Regions from separate parts of the Mus musculus genome. Here all the other regions are linked to region 3. The links are chromatin contacts, called in public ChIA-PET and promoter capture Hi-C maps. All regions are on one chromosome and are shown on one strand. The core of a region is the stretch at or near the end of the contact, and the rest is flanking DNA. Distances in the headings are between cores, read along the strand shown. Region 1 holds the start of F630206G17Rik (RIKEN cDNA F630206G17 gene). Region 2 has its middle 17 kb from the start of F630206G17Rik. Region 3 holds the start of Clint1 (clathrin interactor 1).

Region 1 (4,755 bases), core at 2,164-4,663, 44 kb before region 3:
TTGACTGTATAATGAGTTGGAAGCCAGCCTGGGGGATATGTGACAACTTGTCTCAAAAATAATTCTTTAAAAGGCAAATATAAAAGGAGGGCAGCATTGAGTAAGCAATAGGAACAACAGTAATCCATAAAGCACACCCAAACAAAACAATGAATGCAAGAAACTGTCTAGGGGAAAGTAACATAGGAAATTAAAAAAAAAAAAAAAAAGTTTGCAGAGGCTATGGAGGATAAAGGTCAGCACATGTAGCAGGCCCAGCACCAGCACACAGACGTTCATACTAAAGAAAACATATTGAAATAGGGGCTGGAAACATGGCTCAGCAGTTAAGATCACTGACTGTTCTTCTAGAGGTCCTGAGTTCAATTCCCAACAACCACATGGTGGCTCACAACCATCTGTAATAGGATCCAATGCACACTCTTCTGGTATGTCTGAAGACAGCTACAGTGTACTCATAGAAATAAAAATAAGTAATATTTTGTAAAAAGATTTCCTATAAAAATAAAATAAGTAAAAAATTTTAAAATTAAAAAATTGAGATGGGATCAGTCTATGTATCCCAGGCTAGCCTAGAACTCAGGCTTCTCATGTATCAACCTCCACAGTGCTAAGACTTGGAGCACGCATCAACACACTAGGCCCTGACATGTCATCTTTAAGGTATTTGTCTTGCTATTGGATCCTAGGCCAGAGGCCCGACTCTGTGGGTTCAACAGTAGATCAGGCTCGGTTAGTCACCACCACTCAGCTGACCAAATAATAACCCGCCCCAGTGAAGCAAGCAAAGACTGTGTTCAGGGCAGTCACACTTGGGAGGAACAGAGAGTTCCCTGCTGCAGTCTTCTGCGAGCTGATAAGAAGCCAGGCTTCTGAACAGAGGAACAGCTTCTGTACAGAGGTCAGGTAAGCATGCACACAGTCAAGCAGTCTTTCAAACTGTGGGCTGGTCCATCCTTATCTCAGCATGCGGCTACTGCCTGGGGACAGTTTCCTCCGTGTCACAAGATGTGTACTGATGAGACCTGTTTTTCCTGGAATCCAAGAGAACTACAGGGAAGAATGACTCAGAGAAGGGACAAGTCAGACCAGCAAGACCAGCAAGAAGTCAGACCGGCAAGATGGAGTCAGTTAGGCCTTCAGATTAAGGTAATTTATTCTTCAGATTAAGGTAATTTAAGACTGGCAACTTCTAGGTACCATTCAGGTAATCTGGAAAAAGGCTTAAACACTAAAGGTTGATAATTTACTGAGTCAGCCTTCGGGTGGATTTGGGGGGAGAGGCATTGCCACTTTTACATCAAACACACCCTAGTGAAGTGTCAAGAAGGACTCTAACCCAAAGTTCAAGTCAGCCAAGGGCACAGATGCAAAATAAAGACAGAATAGCCTAGATTTTAGTTACCCATTAGACACCTACGGGACTAAATAAAGAGTCAGCACTTTTTGGCAAAAGCAGCCTAAGTCCCTGTTTCAGTCCAATTAAACTGTTTGCAGAGTGGAGTGTAATAGATTGTTGGGAATATTCCCTTTGTTATTATTATTTGTTTGTTTCTGGTTTACTAGGACAGGGCTTCTCTGTGTAGCCCTGGCTGTCCTGGACCATGCTCTGTAGCTCAGGCTGACTTTGAACTCAGAGATGGACCTGCCTCTGTCTCCTAAGTGCTAGGATTAAAGGTGGGCATCACCACTGGCCCAGCTGCAAGCTTCCTTCTTGAACTTTCCCCTAAGCATGCTCCACTTCTCTAAACAGACAGAAAACAAATATGAAGGACTGTGGATGGAAAGGGTCATCACACCACCACGCTGCTTTGAACAGCCAATTATTAATCTTCACCAGCACTCACCGGCCACAACCAGCCCAAACTCTACCCTTCCTTCCAACCTCCTATCTGATTACAAAGCCTTTCAGCCTCCCACTCTGCCCATGGTCACTTGGTTCTGTTTGTTCCTGGACAGCCCCTGGGGATATGCCACCTGTTATCAGCAAGCATCTCTTTATGGAGGTACAATGTGCTTCTGACAATCACAGGATGGAGTTTTTTTCCTTATTACTGTGCCAGCCCCTGGCTACCATAGCCACTACCCAGAAATATCTGCTAACCAACTGGCAAGGTGAGGACCTTGTGTTAAGTTCTGGGCCTGACTTTTTGTGGAGATCTTGGAGGAGCAGAGTGTCTCCGATGCCTAGCTGGCTCGGTCCTTCATCATTTGTGGAAGGACAGTGCTTGCATAGACATCATCCTGAGTTGCCTTGCCTGGTTTTGGTTTGTGACTAAGTCTCACTTCATCTTCTTATACTTTAAGTAGTTCTACTTCCTCTTGTGCCCAAGGCCAATAATGCTCATTGGTAAGTACCATGAGGACTGACTGAGGGACATAGTTGAATTGGAAAGTACACGAGGACTTGAATAGCCAAGAGTGGGGCAAAATCACAAGCATGAAGTGGTTAATAATATGAGATCACTGGTGCATGCAAATTTTTATCTAGAAGAACCATTAAGAAACATGGGGGTGGGGGGGAATTTGCACACACTTCATCCCAGTAGACTGCCTGAGCCTGTAGAGTCCATCCAGCTGAATTTATACTTATAAAAATTGTTTGCTGTTTCCTTAGTTAAATTCTATTTTAACTAGACAGTCTCTATTTGTATTTGCTAAATTGGCAACCTCACCCCTAAGGGACATGTGACAATATCTGGGCAGATATTTCACTATTGAAAATACTAACTGGTATCTAGTAAATAAAGGCCAGGGACACACAGGGCAGAGTCAGCCCACAGTAATCTGGCCCCAAATATTAATAATGCCACCATCAAGGGAGCCTGATCTAAGTGAGAGATTAGTACTGATGTATCTAACCCAAGCATTCAGGAAAGTAGGGCAGGGAGTGGGGCAAGGACATAGTTCAGTGCTAAGGTACTTGGTTTACATGTGTGAGGTCCTGGGTTCTAACCTCAGCAGTGCAAACACACAATACCCCAATTAGATCATAAAATAAACTCATTATATTGAAGGTGGGTGTGGTGGTAACACATGCCTGTACTCTCAACACTTGTGTGGCTGGAAAGAAGAGCCTAGAGTCTGAAACATTAAAATGAACATCCAAAGAAGATGTTCAGAGTGAAGGAAGTCTTTCCCCACCCTGGGGATCGCAGGAGAAACAAAGCATGCTCCAGACCACTATGCTGGAAGACTGGAAACCCTTCCAAACCTGGACTTCTTCCCATGAAGAAAGCGTGCTGGAGAAAAGCATAGAAATGCCGTGTAATCGGCTCTGCACCTCGCCCTGCTGTGGCTTGTTCTCTCCACTCACAAGCCCACTTCTGTTCTGGGCAGTGGTTTCCCTTCCTTAATAAACTATATTTCTGTCTCTAACCACGTGTCCTCGGCCCAATCATTCTGGTGCCCTAGACCACAAGAGCCCGAAATAAGATGGCCTCTAAACTTGGATCTGCAGCCCTGCGCCAAGTGTGTTTCTTCTTTTATCTCTGTCGATGCTGGCCAAAAGCCTGGGTGAGCTTGCTTGCCCTCGAGCTCGGTGCAAGACTACTTCTCTGAAGCCCCCACCCCACCCCCCCATCTACCATGCAGTTTTATACAGCCCTCCCTCCATCGCTGATCACCCAGCTGTCTCGGACCCTAACTCAAAAAGGTATGACTTTCTCTGCTCCCCTCTCTCTCCTTCCTCTCAGTAGCTGCTTGACATTTACCCTTGACTACTCAGCCACTTTTCTCCGGATCTCTAACTGTCCTCTAACTCCCTTCTGAGTCTGTTTTTAAATCTTTGTATGAGTGAGACTGAGAACTTGAAAGGAACCCAAATTCCCTTCACATTGGGGGGGCGGGGGGGGTGGAGGAAGGAAGATCAGCAACTGCGGGTCATCCTTGACTACAGAGCAAGCTGAGGCCAGCCTGTGCTACATTAGATCTCGCTTCAAAAATAAATAAATAAATAAAAGGAGAGGGGGGAGGGTAAAAGCTGAAGTTGGGGAGAAAGAACAGCAGTGAGGGTGCAGAAAGGTTTGAAGAGAGCCTGGGCTATATAGCAAAACACTGTGTCCTAGAAAGACAATGTCACTCACTGCAAAGTATCCAGTATCCAGTTAGGTGTGTAAGGTAGCAATAGGACACTTGTCCCAACCCCTACTGACAAAAACGCAGTGCCATTAAAATACCACAGTAGGATAGCATCCCCTTAAACACCTATAAGTCTCTTAACCACTCCACTCCCATCTCCTTTGAAAAGGTGTTTGTGAAGTTTATTGTGAATCTCTAAGCTACTAAAAACTAGAACTTTTCGGGGGAGGGAGAATTTGGGGGAGGGCATTCTTTTGTACTTGTTATTTGTTTTTGCAGTGTGGGGGTGGAACACGGGGGGGGGGGGGGGGAGGGCTTGCCCATGCAGCACTAAACTGCCCCATTGCCCTCTTTGAAATGGGTATTTTATCGTGGAGAAACACACAAAATCCTCACTGCATTTGGTAGAGGGAACTCAAATATTACTGGATATTCCAGGCTCTCACTGAGCCCTACAAGGAATGAAAACAACTGCTAAACGAAACCAGTGCACTTCCAGCAAAGCCACCTTCCCCTTTCCAACTCTCTGAAGAGGTCCATTGCAAAGGGTGTGTTTCTGCGTGTGTGTGTGTGTGTGTGTGTGTGTGTGTCTCTGTCTGTCTGTCTGTCTGTGACTGTGTGTCTGTGTCTGTGTGTGTTTTCCAGAGAAGATCAAAAGTTTTCACAGCTGATTAG
Region 2 (4,760 bases), core at 1,838-4,337, 60 kb before region 3:
AGGACAGCCAGAGTTTCATAATAGATCCTGTCTTAAAGGAAAAGAAAGGAAAGGAAAGGAAAGGAAAGGGAAGGGAAGGGAAGGGAAGGGAAGGGAAGGGAAGGGAAGGGAAGGGAAGGGAAGGGAAGGGAAGGAAAAGACAAAAGAAAAAGAAAAAGAAAAAGAAAAAGAAAAAGAAAAAGAAAAAGAAAAAGAAAAAGAAAAAGAAAAAGAAAAAGAGTCAAAACCTAATGGCCTCAGAGTGAATGGGTCAGCACTTACCCCAAAGCAACAACTAGGTACCAATTACAGCTAATCTCTGCTATGGACTTATTGTTGGTACTCATCTGTAGCTAGAAGAATCCAATTGTGTGAAGAGTTAGAGATCCCAAATGACATACCTTGTTTCAACGGACACTAGTACCTTCTGAATGCCTAACTAATTACGTCATCCAAACCTCTAGCCTAGTTCTCAGCATCAGCTATGGAGCACTTGAGAAAAGTTGAATCACTCTGCTGACTACTGCCTTAGCTCACAGGAGCCTCATAACGATGTAAGAAGAAAGGCTTAACTCTCTATTACAAACTACTTTACATGCATCCCACTAAAGGATGGAGCAGAACCTGAAGCCTTAATATTTCCTATTCAAAATCCACAACATGTCAATCACATCACCTGCTCCATAGCCTTCAGGAAAAGCACTAGCCAGTGTGTATCTTCAATAGTGTGCCATTCTGAACAAAACCCCCCTCCTTTCAGGAGCCATTTAGCTTGTGCTTTGGGGAGTTCAGCTTTCTCCCCCTACCTCCTAAGTAGAAAATGCTGACTAAAACACTTTCATGTCAACTACAGCTAAACCCTGCCAGAGGTTTACTAACTCAAATATCTCATCTGCAGTATGATGTCCAAGTCTTTTTTCTTAGACATGATTAGTGCAAAACCCAAGCCTCAATTCCAGAATACGGAACTGAATTCTCAGCCCTTCTATTATGCCACGGTGCCTTTAGGGCCACAGTTTACAATCCAAGCATCTTCCCTGCCACAGTAAATGATAGTAAGTGGGGTACAATATTGACTTTGTTGTATAAACAAAGCAGAAGGAGCAGAGATGGCACATGAACAAAGAGGTTTCAGACAAGGAGCAAGAGGGGTTTTCGATAAACAAAGCGCTCTTACATTTTGCTTTCAAAGAATTTCTTCATAGCCGCAAAGGCTCTGAACCAAATTTGTGTTGGAAAGCATAAGAATGAATCAACAAAGCCAGCCTTGGTGCTGTATGCTTGTAATCTCAGCACTCAAGAGACCAAGGCAGGAGGATCATGGGATTCAGGGCAGCCTAGGCTATAAAAGCAATATCCAGGCTTGTCTGGACTACACAGTAAGTCCCTGTCTGAAAACCAGGCAAAAAATGCAACAGTATTTCTTCCATGTTTTCTATGCCTTGGCTCATCAGAGCTTGATAACAAATTCCTCCTGATTCAAAGTGAATCCTGGTCCTGTAAAACAGACATGGAAAGGTGGGTCCAGGTTATGTCTTCACAACATTTTAAAGTCATTTTAATCTGCTACACCATGAGACACGTCAGAAAACTAAGAGATTCCTGAAAGGCTTTCTCAACGGCAGTCACAACTTTTTGAGTGAGTCTGAAGTAAAATTCCTGACTCATGATCTCCAGGCAGAGAGGTTAATTCAAGAGTGGTCCTCTGCAAAGTCTGGGAGCATGCAAGGAAGAAGAGAGCTTATTCAGGTCTGGGGAACAACAGGAATTTCAAGCAGTCGCTGGCTCAGTTTGTAAAGCACTTGTCAGTCAAGGATGAGGGCCTGAGTTTGATCCCCTACACATAAACAAAGAGCCCTACGTAGCAGAGCGTGTATAATCCAGCAATGGGAAGTCAGTCAGAGATAATCCAGCAATGGGTAGTCAGAGACAGGAGCGCCCCTGGAGTGTGCTTGCCAACCAATCTAGCCAAATCAGCACAATCTGGGTTCAGTGAGAGACTCTGTCTCAATAGTAGCGGTAGTAGCAGCAGTAGTAGTCGTCGTCGTAGTAAATAATGATCATAATCGCAATCTGGAGAGCAATTGAAGAAGACATTGAATATTAGCCTCTGGCCTCCATATGCACGACACATGTGCTTGCATAACGTACATAAAGACACACAAAAAGAAACAAAATTCAAGGTGGGTTAAGGAGGTTTCATTTCTTTTATCTTCCATTCGTGCTCCCTTATCCAATCAAACCACCTGTAAAAGATTCCTGAGTATTTACAGACAAGCAAACGGGTGTGAAGGAAGTCTAAATTTTTAATTGTAAGTTTTGTGGGGAAAAATTAATATTTAATTATTTATTAAATTTCATGTGTTTGAGTGTTTTGGTTACGTGTTTGCCTGTGCATCACACATACATGGCCTGAGGAAGCCAGAAGAGGGCATTTGGTACTCAGGATTTGGTGTTACAGTTACTAGCTACCATGTGGGTGCTGGGATTCAAGCTCCAATCCTCTGGAAGAGTAGCCAATAGTCTCAACCACTGAGCCATCTCTTTAGTCACATCCCCTTCCCAAAATTCTTAATGTAAATTTAAGCATAAAAGCGTACTAATGGGCTGGAGAGATGGCTCAGTGGTTAAGAGCACCGACTGCTCTTCCGAAGGTCCTGAGTTCAAATCCCAGCAACCACATGGTGGCTCACAACCATCCATAATGAGACCTGATGCCCACTTCTGGTGCATCTGAAGACAGCTACAGTGTACTTAGATATAATAATAAATAAATCTTGAAAAAAAAGCGTACTAATGCCACAAACTTTCTACTGAACAGCCATGAAAGATATTGACTGGGTTAAGTTATCATGACTGAGACATGTGTGGTTTTCATAACGATAGAGATCATGCAGTTTTGGAAAAATAGGTTGCCACCCCATAACTCAGAACAACAGAGGAAAGAGATGCATGAGATGGATACACACCCTATAGGTATAGATACACACCCTATAGGTAGCATATGTATTTCAAGGAAGTGGGTGCCTAAGTGTGGGAAGAACCATGGTCCAGTACGACAGACAGCTCTGTGGTAAAGCTAAGTGACTGGCAATGTGGTTTTTTAGAGCTACTGCTTTGACTAGTAGAAGTTAAAGAGTTGAAGAGTTTAATCTCCCTCCCTCCCACAGGTCTCCTTGAGAGCTTATTTCTGTTCTTTTGTTGGTTACAACCTCTGAAAACCTACCAGCCAAGTGGTCCAGCAGCAGATGTGTGACATAGCTGTCTCTTCGTTCGAGTCTCTTCATTGAGTTTGGCTAGGGTGAAATCGCTAAGTGAGTTTGTTCTGTGGTCTAATGGGAAAATTTAAAACCTGGCTATTCCAGATGGAAGCTGCTACCAACTCCAAGACAAAAGGCTGCCCAGGCACCTACATAAACAATGGTGGCTGTATCTTCATCCAGTTTAAAACACACAAAGTTAAGAGTGTCTTCATTCAGCAAGGAGAGAAGCTTATGAGCAGAGATGCAAGCCCTTGCCCAAAATGAATGAGCAAGAAGAGAACTTTGTCTGGATGTGAACCTAACCCCTAATCTGACTCCTTACTTCAATTCTCCTTACTATTCTCCGTGGTCTCTCTGAAGCCTGGACCTTGCTGAAATGGGAGAAGTGGGTATCTCTGAATGTGAAGGTGACAACTGACGTTTGTCTCAGGTATGCATAACTGGATCGAGTTAGCATGTGAGACACTCATGACCACACACATGTTACTGAGGTGACAGTTTGGTTTGGGCTTTTAATCTCTGAATCTCGAAGAGCAAAATTCACAGAGACAAATATGATGCACTTTTAAAGGACTGGAGGTTATTGTTTTATATTTTTTTCATGCCTTTTGCATGTATAGGTGCTTTGTCTGTACATAGCTTTGTAGATCTGGTGCTGCCAGAAACCAGGAGAGGAACTGAGATCCCCTGGAACTGGAATTAAGAAGGTTGTGAGCGGCCACGTGGGTGCTGGGAATTGAACCCAGGTCTTTCACAAGAGCAGCAAGGTCTTTTGACTGCTTACACGTCTCTCTAGGCCCTGAAAAAGAGCTTTGATTGTAGAGAAGATTTAACAAAGGCTTTGAGGGTGACAGAAACCAAGCAAAGCTCCAGATGGAACCAAGGAAGGATGGTGAGAAAAGTAAACCCCCTGTGGTACATGGGGGGTGGGGGGGAGTATGGAGTGGGGCACAAATGGGTTGCACTGGGCTTCTTCGTGTAAGGATTTTTATAGGACTTACAGTAGAAAATGAACAGACTGGGGTGATTTCTACTGAGATTGGTTAATTCTCTGAGCACCTTGAATATTGAGAGGATGGAGAGCCAACAAGCTCAAGACCTGTGCCCCCACCCCCTGTACCAGGGACAGGCTCATGTGCTGCACACATGCTGCTCCTGTCATTGGGAGAATGGCCATGCCTTGATGTCCTCACTCCCTCTCTGACTCATTTTGATAGCTAGTGACTTTCATTGTGTTCTGGCCATTAGACATGGCCAGCCCCGTCACTCACTAACCTTGAAGTACTGCTAGCTATAGATTTTGCCAGGGTCTCTTAGCCCTTAGCTAAACCACGTCCTCTTACCAGCTTGCAAATTTACTTTGACCTCGAACTGACTCTTACCATAGTTGCCAAGATTGTAGCTGCAGACTTTATTGAGTGCATCATAAGTAGCCCCCTCACTACTTATCTATGGAGTGGCCTGGAATACCCTTGTTAGATATCATCTTACTTAAAGCTTACACGGGGCTGTATAAGA
Region 3 (4,844 bases), core at 337-2,836:
TCTGGTTCTCCAATTACCTCTGCACCCCTTTGCCTCCTTTCCCAACCTATGGCTCCAACTGACTTAGCTTGATCTCTAGAGCCCCTATCTTAAGGAATATGTGAGTCAGCTTTGTTTTGGTTTCTGCACTCTGAGGTTCTCAGTTTTGTTTGCTTCTTTTTCGGGACCATACTGGAGTGCTTTCAAAGCTGCTTCCAATAACCAAGTAAATGCAAACTGACGTCTTGACTAAAGGATCTGGAATAAGAGGGCCTGGGTCTTGGCTATTTACAGCCACTGTTTGCCCTTCGTTGTGAATCTTACTTGTCTTGTGTTCCCTCCCCCAATCATTCTTTTCTTGATCTTCTTAGGGCCAGTTCCTTTGTATTGTTCCAGTTTTAGCATACATTCAATCTCCTCAAAGAGCCCTGAATATTCTGCTGTTTTTCCTCTGACATTGTTGTCTGTAACATTATGTTCTTGGTTTTGACAAGCACTTATTCTCTCTAATTAAATATTTTCTTGATTGTTATGTCCCTCCTCCAGTGACCTTTAAGCTCCCAGGGAACTTGAGCCCCAGCTGTAGTCCTCGCTTGTAACACCCTGAAGATGCTCAGTAAATAGTGGCAGAATTATTTTTTAATTAAAAAAATGTATATGTATAAATACATATATATTTACATATATAACTTTATTTTAACATTTAAGTAATTTTTATTTTATTTCTTTACAAATAAATAACATTTAATTAAAGGTTTTAATTATAACTTAAAAATTAAGGTCTTATTGTGTAACCCTGGCTGACCTGGAACTTCTGATGTAAACTAGACTGTCCTCAAACGCATTGAGATTCGCCTGCCTCTGCCTTCTGAGTGCTAGGATTAAAGCAGTCTGCAACCAGGGCAGGTAAAACTTATAAAAATTAAGGAATTGCCTAAAACAAAATGTAGTATTACTTCAAGTTTTATCACAAGTTTTGACTGACATATTAAGTGAAAAACCTGATCAGTGGAAATTACTTTAGCAGATCTCAAAAATTATGTATGCTTTTAGAAACCAAAGCCACAGAGTTCTTGGGTATATCACATAAAACACATATAGGTATGCTGTGTATGAGTACTGGTGGCTTTCTGGTTTCCCAACTAATGTGAACTAAGTTTCTGAGGCTTGTTACAAACTATCTTAACGAGGGTACTAGGTAGCTGTCTACAGATAAAATCATTGTATCATAAAACTAGAGTGGGGAAGGATTTAGAATAAAATTCTACACTGGTCAGGGCTGGAATCCCAGGTTCAGTGATGTATAGACGCCTATATGTTTGGAAGCAAATGCAGAAACACGTGCGTAGATGAAGAACACGCACGCCAATCACACTCTGTAATCGTGCTTAGCATCAATGTGTACATCTGAAGAAGGTGAGCGCGAGTAAGTCTTGCAACTGTTGTGATGGCAATCACGCGGAGGCTGTGTCAGAGGTCCCCAAACCGCAGCGATCTCAGCCCTCTCACGCTCCGGGGGCGCAGGGCGCGGACTACAATTCCCGGCGTGCGGCGCGCGGCGCGGGCGGAAAGCCGGCCACTTCCGCCCCACGCAGCGCCGGTGCGGCCGCGTCTCGACGTGTCACTGGCGGCGCCGTGGCTGTGGCCGGGAGAAGGAGCTCCGGCTAGGGAGAGTTCGCGGCGGTGGGTGGCGGCGGCGACCCGGACCTGGACCAGCCCCGGCGCGGAGGCGTCCCGGGGTCCGTGGAGAGTGGCGGCGGGCGGCGGCGGGCCGGGCCGCGCGGGGCGCGATGCTGAACATGTGGAAGGTGCGGGAGCTGGTGGACAAAGCGTGAGTATCGGGGGGCAGTTGCGGCCGGCCCCGCGGCGGGGGCGGGGAGCGTGCGCACGGTGGTCCAGCGCGCGGGGACACGCGGCACGCCCCCCCGCCCTGCGGCCTGGTGAAGGCGGCGGCCGCGGCGGGCCTGGGCCTCGGTCTCCGAGCCTCTGGCGGCTCAAAACCCCCCTCCCTGCTCCGGTCTCTGCTCCCCGGGACGTCCTCACCGCGCCCCTACCCCGCGCCGGGCAGACAGATGCTTTGATCGTCGTACCCAGCTTGGAGTTTGGCCTCCTGGACACCAGGCCCGGCTTGGGGGCGAGGGGACGCGTGCTCCCGTCCCCGGTAACCCCCGTGGTGTAATTCGGAGACACCTTAGGCCTGGCCTGGTATGCCCTTTACCTTGGTAGACACCTTTGAATTTCTAGTGAACCTGCAGTGGAGTGAGTGGGAGGTGTAACAAGTGGTCACTGTGGACAGGCTGGAGTTGCTCAAGAGGAGACTCGCCCTTCGGGTTTGTCACACTAAGTGAAAGCAGATGACCAGACAACTTTCCGTGACTGTTTTCCTCTAACTTTACCACTACACTTCCTTTTGGGGTGGGCAATCATGTAAATAAAAATTACTCTAAAGGGTGAAGGAAAAGAAAAAAAGCCCAGTTTATATCCTGTTGACCTGTTTTTAACTCCTTTCAGAGTAAAATAACTCAGTGCTTTTAGTATACTCAGAAACCCTTAGCACTTTAAGTTGAGCATATCGAAAATAACAGTAGGTCTTTTAGGTCACCAGGAAATAAGACTTTAAATATTTAACCAGCCCTCTTCCTTTTTGGGTTTTTGTGATTATGCAATAAGTGTGGTAAAGAAACAGTTCTTTTGAACCACCCACCTAACCTGAAACCAGGAAGTATAGAAGCTCTTTTTGACCCCAGAAAACAACATTCTTTAAAGCAACTTGTCTGACGCTTCTGATGGTGCTTTGCTACCAAGGAAGTGCTTAAGGAGTACCGTTTTCAGAACCGAAAGAGCTAAGTTCTTAACTTTGTAGAATTCCCGTCTTCTCCAGTTCAGGATGAAGATCATTGCGGCCCTCTTAGTCCATGAGGGTGAAGAGCCAGGGGCTTCCGTTTCCTTAGGATGATTTGTGATACAACACGTTCCTGTCTGTGCTTCTGAAGAGAACAATTTTCCCACTGACTTTGGAGGAAGAGAAACCTCACTGAGAAGCTGCGAGTCTGAAAAGATTTTGCTTTGGTGGTTTTAGTATTCAGTTTTCCCATTAAGTGTGCAGACATTTAGCTGGGACCATTTCATTACTTGTAAGCTCTGTTTTTTTGCCAAAGAGAAAAGTCATTTCTTTTACAGATCCATGGCTGTTTTCAGTGTATCATATGAGGAAGAGAATACCAGCTTAGTGTAAAAGTTGAAAGAGGTCTTAACAAAACTGCCACACCTCTGATTCCAAGACTGAATAGCTGAAGAAAATTACTAAGAAACCCACCCCCAGCTCACCCCCTACCAAGTGTGCGATACTGCAGTCTGAAGGGACAGTGAAACCAGCCTGCTGTCTTTTCTTGGTTTTGCTCAATGTGGATTATAGCCTTGAGCCAATTTACTCAAGGATGTGTAAGACTGTTGCCACCAAGAACTTTCCCAAAGCTCTTTTTGTGTACCTGACACACCGAAGTTGAAACAGGAGGCAATTTTACTGAGGAGTACTCAACAGTTGATTTTCCTCTTTAACTGGCAGGAAGGAAATTTTTTTTTTTAACTAGATATTTTCTTTATATAAATTCTTTAAAATTCTTTACAATGTAGTCATTGTACAGAACCACATACTGTTGTTACACTGTATGCTTAGAAAATCATAAGGGGGTGGAACACACTCAGAGAGTGGCTGATTGGTTTCTTAGAGGGACACAGTTATGAGGTAACTGGCAGAGGAAGAAACAGTCAAGAGATTAGCATGGGTGCCCTGGTAGATTACAAGAAAATGGTAGGAGTTCAGGTTCTGGTACTGCCTCTAACCAGCTCTGTGTGTAATTTGAGGCCGAAGAACTCCAAACTTCAGGTTTCTTATTTGTAAAATGATGGGTGTGGGCTACATACACCTTCAGATTCCTTGGGTATTTGACGGAATAAATTTCTATCAAGGAAACAACTACAAGTATATCACATTAGCAGGCACATTTTGGAAAATCATGGTCTTCCAGGGACACTTTAGTTTGAAGAGAGTGTGGTTTTGTTACAGTTGTTTATTTGCTTTTACATGATAATCAAAGAGACCTTGAGAGATAGCTTTTCTGCTAAGAGTATGTATTGCCCTTCTGGAGGACCAGGACATAATTCCCAGTGCCAGCTCACGGTCACCTCAAACTCCAGCTCCAAGTAACCCGAGGCTTCTGGCCAACATGACTACCCTCCTACCCTCTGCCACGTGTGCGGACACATCGAGCCAGCAGTGAAATGACAAACAAACAAACCTTTCTTTTTAGATGGTGATGACAGCTAAGGCTAACTCAGTGATGGAGCACTTGCTTGTGTGGCATCTAGGAGGCCCCGGGTCAATCCTAGTGCTTGTGTGGCATCTAGGAGGCCCCGGGTCAGTCCTAGTGCTTGTGTGGCATGTAGGAGGCCCGGGTCAGTCCTAGTGCTTGTGTGGCATGTAGGAGGCCCGGGTCAGTCCTAGTGCTTGTGTGGCATGTAGGAGGCCCCGGGTCAATCCTAGTGCTTGTGTGGCATGTAGGAGGCCCCGGGTCAGTCCTAGTGCTTGTGTGGCATGTAGGAGGCCCGGGTCAGTCCTAGTGCTGGAGCAGCACGCTAATTTCCTTAAAAGCTGTGCATGGTGGCACATACCTGTGATACCGGCTTTGGGAGGCAGAAGCAAGAAGAGTTCAGGGCCATTCTCTGCTCCAGAGACCCTTTGAAGCCAGCTAGGCTAAGGGGGACCCTTTCTTGTGGGGTAAAAATAAAGAACGAGGGATATAGCGCAATAGGAGAATGCTTTCCTGGTATGTGGAAGTCCTGGGTACAGCAAAGTATAAACAAAA

The links. ChIA-PET counts read pairs in DNA pulled down with a chosen protein or histone mark. Capture Hi-C pulls out chosen DNA fragments and counts their contacts.
Region 1: a promoter capture Hi-C map of pancreatic islet shows a contact between it and region 3. The contact joins the promoter of F630206G17Rik here to the promoter of Clint1 in region 3. A contact is called at or near these places in 10 of 39 promoter capture datasets (the 3T3-L1 cell line, 3T3-L1-derived adipocytes, HPC-7-derived erythroid cells and 6 more), 1 of 15 datasets of contacts at CTCF or cohesin (the G1E-ER4 cell line), 47 of 484 Hi-C or Micro-C datasets (the Ba/F3 cell line, CD4 T cells, CD8 T cells and 32 more), 21 of 115 datasets of contacts at active chromatin or transcription factors (CD8 T cells, the SCID.adh cell line, bone marrow-derived dendritic cells and 14 more) and 4 of 9 other capture datasets (adipose tissue, embryonic stem cells, liver and 1 more).
Region 2: a contact with region 3 is called in an RNA polymerase II ChIA-PET map of memory CD8 T cells, with 665 read pairs. The contact joins the enhancer-like site here to the promoter of Clint1 in region 3. A contact is called at or near these places in 1 of 15 datasets of contacts at CTCF or cohesin (the G1E-ER4 cell line), 29 of 484 Hi-C or Micro-C datasets (the Ba/F3 cell line, CD4 T cells, CD8 T cells and 17 more), 11 of 115 datasets of contacts at active chromatin or transcription factors (CD8 T cells, bone marrow-derived macrophages, effector CD8 T cells and 6 more) and 2 of 9 other capture datasets (adipose tissue and liver).

The regions. Positions count from the first base shown.
Region 1 is chr11:45,804,670-45,809,424 of GRCm38.p6, forward strand. F630206G17Rik (RIKEN cDNA F630206G17 gene) reads left to right here and starts at 3,414. Exons shown (of 4, transcript NR_045876.1): 1 at 3,414-3,655.
Region 2 is chr11:45,788,869-45,793,628 of GRCm38.p6, forward strand. No RefSeq gene overlaps it. Among named protein-coding and RNA genes, the nearest start is that of F630206G17Rik, 17 kb to the right of the region's middle. Within about 2 kb of position 3,088, at least 20 of the 459 cell types and tissues checked have an H3K27ac peak or open chromatin away from gene starts, as enhancers often do. A contact at or near this core is called in CD8 T cells, Th1 cells, Th2 cells and 2 more, where this site is marked.
Region 3 is chr11:45,850,383-45,855,226 of GRCm38.p6, forward strand. It overlaps Clint1 (clathrin interactor 1), which reads left to right and starts at 1,587. Exons shown (of 12, transcript NM_001045520.4): 1 at 1,587-1,810. The coding sequence starts at 1,770.